Regions from separate parts of the Rattus norvegicus genome. Here region 2 is linked to region 1. A link is a contact called in public Hi-C data. All regions are on one chromosome and are shown on one strand. Each heading gives the region's core, a stretch centred on a gene start, on an enhancer-like site or on the middle of the called end of the contact. The rest is flanking DNA. Distances are from core to core; before and after follow the strand shown.

Region 1 (4,001 bases), core at 832-3,331:
ACTGAAAACCTGAAAGAAGAGAAGGTGGGGATTCACCTTGAACGAACTGGCACAGGAGACAACTTCCTGAACAGAAAGCCCACAGTGTAGGCACTAAGACCAACGATTGATAAATGGGACTTCATGGAACCAAGAAGCTTCTGCAAGGTTAAGGACACCATCAGTAGGACAAAATGGCAGCCTGTAGGATGGGAAGATCTTCACCAATGCTACATCTCTTGAGGGCCAATACCCAAAATATCTAAAGCACTCAAGAAACTAGACATCAGCAGACCAAATGATCCAATTAAAAGCTGGGGTGCCAATCGAAACGGAGTTCTCACCAGAGGAATCTCAAATGGCTTAGCAACACTTAAAGAAATGTTCAACATCCTTAGCCATCTGGGAAATACAAATCAAAGCTATTTTGAGATCCCACCTTATTATACCTGTCAGAATGGCTAAGATCAATAAGGCAAGTGATGGGTCACGCTGGCCAGGAGGTGGAGCAAGGGGAACACTCCTCCCTGGCTGGTGGGAGTGCAAATTTGTAGAGCCACGATGAAAATCAATATGGCAGTATTTTTCAGAAACTTGGGAATTGATCGACCTCAAGACCCAGCTATGCCACTCTTGGGTATACCCAAAGGACACGCCATCATACCGCAAGGACATGCCATCATACCGCAAGGACACTTGCTCAACTATGTTCACAGTAGCTTTATTCATAATAGCCAGAAACCGGAAACGACCTAGCTGTCTTCTCAACAGAAGAATGGATAAAGAAAATGTAATTCATTCACACAATGAACTATCATTCAGCTGTAAAAACAAAAAATTACGCAATTAGGCAAATGAATAGAACTAGAAAAAAATTCAGAGTAAGGTAACCCAGACCCAGGAAGACAGGCACGGCAGGTACTCACTTATAAGTGAATATGAGCTGCTAAGTAAAGGATAACCACGCTATAATCCACAGACCCAGAGAGGCTAAGTAACATGAAAGGCTCTGCGGGGTGGGGTGGGGGGGACAGCCGCATAGAGCTCCCTGGGCAGGAGAAATAGATTTTGCAGGCAGACTGGGGATGGGGATAGGACTAGGTGGGATCTGGTGGGGAGGGGTGGAGGGAAAGAGTACTAGAAGAAACAGCTGGAATTGGGGGACATTTGGGAGGACAATCTGGAAACCTAGTGCAGCAGAAACTCCCTGAAATCTACCGAGGCGACCCTAGTGAGGACTCCTAGGATATGGAGCCTAAACCAGTCATCTTCTGTAACCAAGCAAGCCTTCCTGTGTGGGACTGGGACACCAACACAGTAACAAAACCTTCAACCCCTATAAGGCGCGCTGGGGCACTGGTGGCACAGCCCCTAGGAATGGCCAAGCAATGGCTGATCTAATTAGAAGCTCACACCACAAGAGGGAGCCCAGGCGCAATCACTGCCTGAATGACCAGGAACGGGAGGCTGGACAGCTCAGAGGCCTTGGGTAGGACAAAATATGACTGGCAAGGAAAAGGGAAGGAAGAAGGGAAGAAGGGAGAAGGAGGGAGGAGGGAGGGAGAAAGACAGCAAGAGACAAAGAGACAGAGAGAGAAAGAGACAGAGAGAGAGAGAGAGAGAGAGAGAAATTAATGAAATGACCCCTGATCACATTCTGCTACCCTCACAGCTCAGCGCTAGTCCAGTCAGAGAGGCTGCCTCAGCAGCTGATGGGAGAGGATACTGAAACCCAGAAGCCACACATTAGGTGAAAAGAGCCCAGGTCATAGCTCTCCATCCAATCCCTCCCTAGGGAGCTTAGGGAACACCTTGGAAGAAGGGGAGGGGACCTGTGGGAACCAGAGGGGTGGAGGAGCTTGGCCAGCCGAGCTGGCAGCACTCTGAGGTGACAGCTCGTCCATGTTTAGCTCTGAAGACACGCAATGGATGCATGGCGCTTCTTCTGCGTGAACACTGGACAGCAGCCTGACAGTTCAAACCTACTTTCTGATTAGACAGCGGTGCAGCAGTCAATTTGAAACACTCCACATATGTATGATGGTAAGTCATCCGAGCTGACACTTCTACTCTGCCGTCTGCCAGAGGCATCTGTGCTCCGGTCAGCACATTACTGAGAGGAGACACGGAAAGTGCCAGGACCAAGAGAGGAGGACCCTTGGAAAGGTCTGCCTCAGCCAGGAGCAGACAAGACAGCCTACAGATTGGCCCCAGCCTTATGCAGCAAACCAAAACGCCATCGAAGCTGCCGTGTCCAGGACATGGGAAGGTGAGCTACAGCAAATCAATCCATGGGACCATGACAATAAAGGATAAAGGGAGAGGAAGAACAGGATAGCTCTATGAATGCTAGGAAAAGCCACCTGTCACAGGGACCTGTTCTAGACCCATCCGCAGCCATTGCACTAAAGAGGGACAGGAGGGAGGAACTGGTAAGGCTGGACTTGTCTGCAGTCTCAGCATGCAGGAGGCTGAGGCAGGGGGATCACTGGCACTCACCTTAACAGAGATCAGAGGAGAAAAATATAGAGTGTCAGTGATGGGATGGTTTCAGGAAGTCCAAGACATTGTTAAAGCCAGGGTAAGAAACAAAGCTTCCCATGAGGCTTCCCTCGTGGGAGTCCAGAGTGCCACACCCTCTGTGCACATAGCCTTCTCCTCTGGGTTCCACGCTACCTCTGCTGGGGGGGGGTTCTACACAGCAGCTAGCATACCTCATACAGGAAAATTATCTTCCCTCCAGGAAGACAGTGAAGTAGAGAAACACAGTGTGGCCTCACACAGTAGCATCTGCCTTATAGTGTGTAGTGGAGACACACACTCCTCCATGTCCCCTGAGTTCCTGTGAGTTCGCCTCCTGATTCCAGCCCACACTGGGTGATCAGGGGAAAGGCAAAGTCCCCGCCAACGAGGATGACCAGGACACATTGCAGATGTCACCTCCCATAGTTTTACCCAGAGCCCCACTCCATATAAAGCTGACCCTGACTAAAGGTCAGGTGTGCTAGCACTGTAGAGACCATGTTCAGATGTAGCCTCAGCTTCCTATGTGATGAGCAGAACCTAGCAGATGGTAGCCATGAGACAAGACCCACGACACTCAATCAGAGCAACCACGAGGCCAAACGCAGCAGATGGAGGCAGGGGGTGCATCTGGCGTGGCCTGCAGAGGGTTGCAGGAGGAGACCTTGCTGATGGATGCCATCCACACAGGTCAGAGGTACCAGAAAAGTGCACATGTTCAGCCCTTTACCTGTATTCTACACATGGGGCCACCGTGCAGGTAGCAGACAGTCCTCAGTGGAAAGGTGTCCGTGGCCAGACCACTCTCCTCCCGAAGCCACTTGTCACCAGAGAAACTTACAAACAGCACCAGCTGGAGGGACAGGTGCAGAGAGTCAGCTCTATAGAACAGGGAAGGCAAAGTCCACTTCCATGGAGGCAGCTTACTGGGGCAGCCTGCAGGGTTGTGAGGGCTGAGTCTGCCACATTATTTGAACAGATGGCCTCTGGCCCTAGCTGGCCCTCATGGGAAGATGAGCAGGCCAGCTCATCACTGCTCTCTAAACCAGAGGCATGAGTAAAGGGGCCATTCCAGTCAACGGTCTTAAGCCATCCCAGAGCCTACAGGCGTAGGCACGATTGAGAACACACTGTAATAAACACACACTTCAGGATGTTAGTGAACCAAGATGGGCTTTTAGTTGCTGTTTGAGACAGAGCTTCTCTGTGGGTCAGCCCTGGCTGTTCTAGAACTCACTATGAGACCAGGCTGGCCTCGAACTTGGAGAGCCATCTGCCTCTGCCCCCCAAACACCGGAATTAAAGGGGTATGCCACCATTGCCCGCCAAGAAGAGCTTTTTAAAAGGAGGCAGGTCTGTGGGAACTGACGGGATCCAGCTGCAGAGGCTTCACAGAACCGCACTTAGTAACTGTTTGGCTGTCTTTATAAAAATGTATGATTGGGGCTGGGGATTTAGTTCAGTGGTAGAGTGCTTACCTAGGAAGCGCAAGGCCCTGG
Region 2 (3,942 bases), core at 311-2,810, 45 kb before region 1:
CTTTCCTTCCTTCCTTCCTTCCTTCCTTCCTTCCTTCCTTCCTTCCTTCCTTCCCTGCTGCCCCAGCCTGCTTTGGAGGTGAGACAAGGGCAAGCAGGAGCCTTTACCTTCTCCTGGTACAGCTTGTGAAGCCACTGGGCCGCGCCGGTCTCGTCTGCTGGGATATCTTCCAGGGGGAACCTCCTGTAAAGTGTAAAGAGTGAATGGACACCTGCCCTACACTGGGAGGGAGCAAGTGACACAGGTGAGACCACCTGAGGCTCCCTACTCAGGCCTCATTCTTTTTTTTTTTTTTTTTTTGGTTCTTTTTTTCGGAGCTGGGGACCGAACCCAGGGCCTTGCGTCAGGCCTCATTCTTAATTTCTGAAACAACCAGTCAGTCAGTCATCTGGCATGCTGGAACCTTCTGGGCAAGGCCAAGCCATCCCCCACATGAGGGCTGAAAGATGCCTCTATGTCTGGGGACCCTTGTGAGTCATCTGCCTGGCAGACCATGCCTCTACTTCCTCATAGGGTGACTGCAGTGGCCTTGGTCTTCCCCAACACACATCCTGTTGGAGACAACCAAGGGCAAGGATCTGTGGCATTTGACCTTGACTGTCACCTTCAATGATTGACAGCTACGAGAAGCTGTGACCCCAAACCACATAGTGAAGTTTCCCAAAATGCCATTTTCTACTGTGAGTAGTTACGTGAGATTTTTATTAGTTGTGGAATGAGGAAAGTTCTAAAGTACATATGGATGGCATTGGTAGGAGTTACAGGTGGTGGGGTACAGCAAGGGCCCTCTACCTCAGGTCTCAGAGCCTATCCCATAGCATCCTCGCCTTTGGGTTACTGGGAGCTGGTGGTTTGCTAGGAGTACATTGTACGGTTCTGATAGTCACCAGGATGTTAGGTCAAACATATGGTGGGGAAAGGATGGCTGTCAATGACAGTAAAAATGCTTTACGATCATCTGGCTCTAGTCTGCAACAAACAATACTGCCACCTGTAGGGAGAGCCAGCTCTCGGACTCTTCCACATAACCATCATGAACTTTAAAAGGCTAGAGCCAAGTGTGTGGTAGTGCACACCTTTAATTCCAGCACTCGGGAGGCAGAGATAGGAGGATCTCTGAGTTCGAGGTCAGCCTGAGTGACAGAGTCCGTTCCACGACAGCCAGGGCTACTGGGAGAAACTCTTGTCTCCAAAAACCAACATAAAACAAAACACAAGACTTAGCGCTGGACATGGCAGCACGCGCATTTAATCCCAGCACTTGGGACGCAGAGAGAGGGTCATAGCTATTGTGGTCTACATGTCAAGTTCCAGGCCACCCAGGGCTACATAGGAAAAGTCCCATCTCAAAATATAACTACTGTTGGAAAGAAAGGAAGGACAGACCAACAGGCAGACAAAAAAGCAAGCTAGACAGGTGGCATATTTCTGTCAGTCAGAAATTGGATGTGGCGTCAGAGAATGAGGAGCTCCTCAACAGGTTCTATGGCAGAGCAGGCTTCGTGCAAGCCTGGGCACCAGACAGGCGCAGCCTGCTTTCCACAGGGAATTGCAGTACCTCTGGAAGCCAGGAGGTGGCGCAGAGCACTTAGGTTCACACAGGTTAGCAAGGACTGGGGTGATCATGGTCCTCCTCTGGGAGCACAGATCCCAAGTCCCAAGGACATCTGACACCTTAAGCGTTCAGCCCCCTCTGCACACTGTTTTCTGGTGTGCCGTGCTCCACACCTGAGTGTTCCCTTCGTTTCACACCCCTTGTGCTCTGAAGCCATTAAGTTACTTTTAAACACAAACACCATGAGTCTGTGTGAATGACGTTAGGAGGGTGGCTTACACAAGCTTATACACCAGACAAGGCTTTGCACCCAGGGTGACAGAGGGAGGATTTAAAGTCCCCAAACAGATAGCTTGCTTCTGGAAATTTCTGCTTAGTGTTTTCAGACTTCATTTGCTTGTGGGTAATGGAACTTGGAATAAGGGGGAAACTGGTGAACTCTGGAGAGGGGCTTGGATGGCCACCATGGTGGCCCACAGGTGGCCCTTTCTTTCAGAGGAAAAAAACCATGTGAAAGGTTCACAGGTTGAGACAAACCTGTACATTTAAAATGGAGGCCCTGAGGGGTTGTGGCTGTGTGGGCTGTGTCTAGGGACCTCTTCACCTCAGCACAGCACTGGTGGAGCCCAGGGCCACAGAACATGATGCTCCACAGAGCACTGCTGCAGGCTTACGGGCACATCAGGGTCAGAGGCAACAGCATCTTAGCAGATAAAATATTCATATTTATACCTCCCGAGGGTTCCAGCCACATGCTGGGGACTGCGTGGGAGAGGGTTTGGCACAGATGGCTCACAGTCGGGGGTGGAGCAGGAGGGCACCTCCTATAGCAAGAGGACCACAAGGTTCAGACCTAGTTCATGGGTCTCCTGGTGTGTGTGTGTGTGTGTGTGTGTGTGTGTGTGTATGGGTGTGTATGGGTGTGTGTGTATGTGTGTATATGTGTGTATGGGTGTGTGTGTATGAGTGTGTGTGTATGAGTGTGTGTGTATGTATGTGTATGTGTGTGTATGGGTGTGTGTGTGTATGTGTGTGTATGGGTGTGTGTGTATGGGTGTGTGTGTATGAGTGTGTGTGTATGTGTATGTGTGTGTGTGTATGGGTGTGTGTGTATGTGTATGTGTGTGTATGTGTGTGTATGGGTGTGTGTGTATGAGTGTGTGTGTATGTATGTGTATGTGTGTGTATGGGTGTGTGTATGGGTGTGTGTGTATATGTGTATGGGTGTGTATGGGTGTGTGTGTATGTATATGTATGTGTGTATGGGTGTGTGTGTATGTGTATGTGTGTGTGTATGTATGTATGTGTGTTGTGTGATGTGTGTGTATGTGTGTGTATGGGTGTGTGTGTATGTATATGTATGTGTGTGTATGTGTGTTACCATATATGCATGTGCACTACTACATAATACACATTATTGAAGTAAGATGACAAGATAGACACATGGTAGTCTTCCTGCTCATGGCAGCTAGAGCTTGAACCTGCTACCCTGAACTTTCCAGGAACAACTGCCATCGCAAAGCTAGCCAACATGACAGCACAAAGAACAGAGGTCCTTTGGGGCTATGTAATGCAGGCCTGCCCCATCACAACCCCGAGAGTTCTGTCTCCCTTGAGGGAGGCATGGGGGAAGGCCCTTGGCCGTGACTGCGGAGGTATGCTGGGTGGCAGGAACAGTACACTTGGACAAAGTCCGTGCTCAAGAGCACATACCAGCCAAGGCTTCTGCGAGCTCGAAGCTGTCTGTTGAAACGCAGTTCGACGTCTCTACAGAATCAGCATATCACAGAGGAAAGGGCAGAGAGAGGAGGCCTCCCTTGTCATAGCTGGGTGCCCATGCGGGACACTTCAGCTTGATGGGTGACTGAGCAGCTGGACGGGGGGGGGGGGGGAATATGGCCACCCAGCCACGGTCTGGCTCTGACCTGGGGCAGTTAAGCCAGAGGACAGGAGCATGACTGGCCTCTGAGGGGACTCACCTCCGGACACGGCCAGATTCTCAGTCACTGTCATCTACCTTAAAGTTGTTCTTTTGTTCTCCACTGTCTCTCAAAAATCATGTATTAGCATTTTGGTTTCCTACAATCCTGGTCCTACTTGAAAAAAAAAATGGGCCGGTGGGAGGTCCTTGGTCATGGCCATCTCTGAGGGGTCAGTGCCCCAGCCCTCCCTCTTTAGCCAACTGACTGATGGAGTGATTGCTATATTCAGCCCTGGGTGTGTTCCTGCCATAGCGTGCTGACCCTACACTGGACCAAAGCAACAGAAACTCAACTGTGGACTGAAACTATTAAACTCCTAAGTCTAGACAAAGTCTCTTCTTTGTAAGTTAATTATCTCAGGTAGGTGTTACGGTGAGAGGAAGCTGACCAACACACCTGGCCATG

What was found. A called contact is a pair of places that touch in the nucleus more often than the background predicts.
Region 2: a contact with region 1 is called in a Hi-C map of psoas muscle, with 9 times the contacts expected there. The contact joins two enhancer-like sites. A contact is called at or near these places in 4 of 12 Hi-C or Micro-C datasets (the A7r5 cell line, Schwann cells, liver and 1 more).

Annotation. Positions count from the first base shown.
Region 1 is chr20:10,358,656-10,362,656 of GRCr8, reverse strand. It overlaps a transcript of Agpat3 not described here. Among named protein-coding and RNA genes, the nearest start is that of Agpat3, 24 kb to the left of the region's middle. Within about 2 kb of position 2,081, at least 4 of the 93 cell types and tissues checked have an H3K27ac peak or open chromatin away from gene starts, as enhancers often do.
Region 2 is chr20:10,403,074-10,407,015 of GRCr8, reverse strand. It overlaps Agpat3 (1-acylglycerol-3-phosphate O-acyltransferase 3), which reads right to left. Exons shown (of 9, transcript NM_001106378.1): 7 at 108-183. Among named protein-coding and RNA genes, the nearest start is that of Agpat3, 21 kb to the right of the region's middle. Within about 2 kb of position 1,560, at least 4 of the 93 cell types and tissues checked have an H3K27ac peak or open chromatin away from gene starts, as enhancers often do.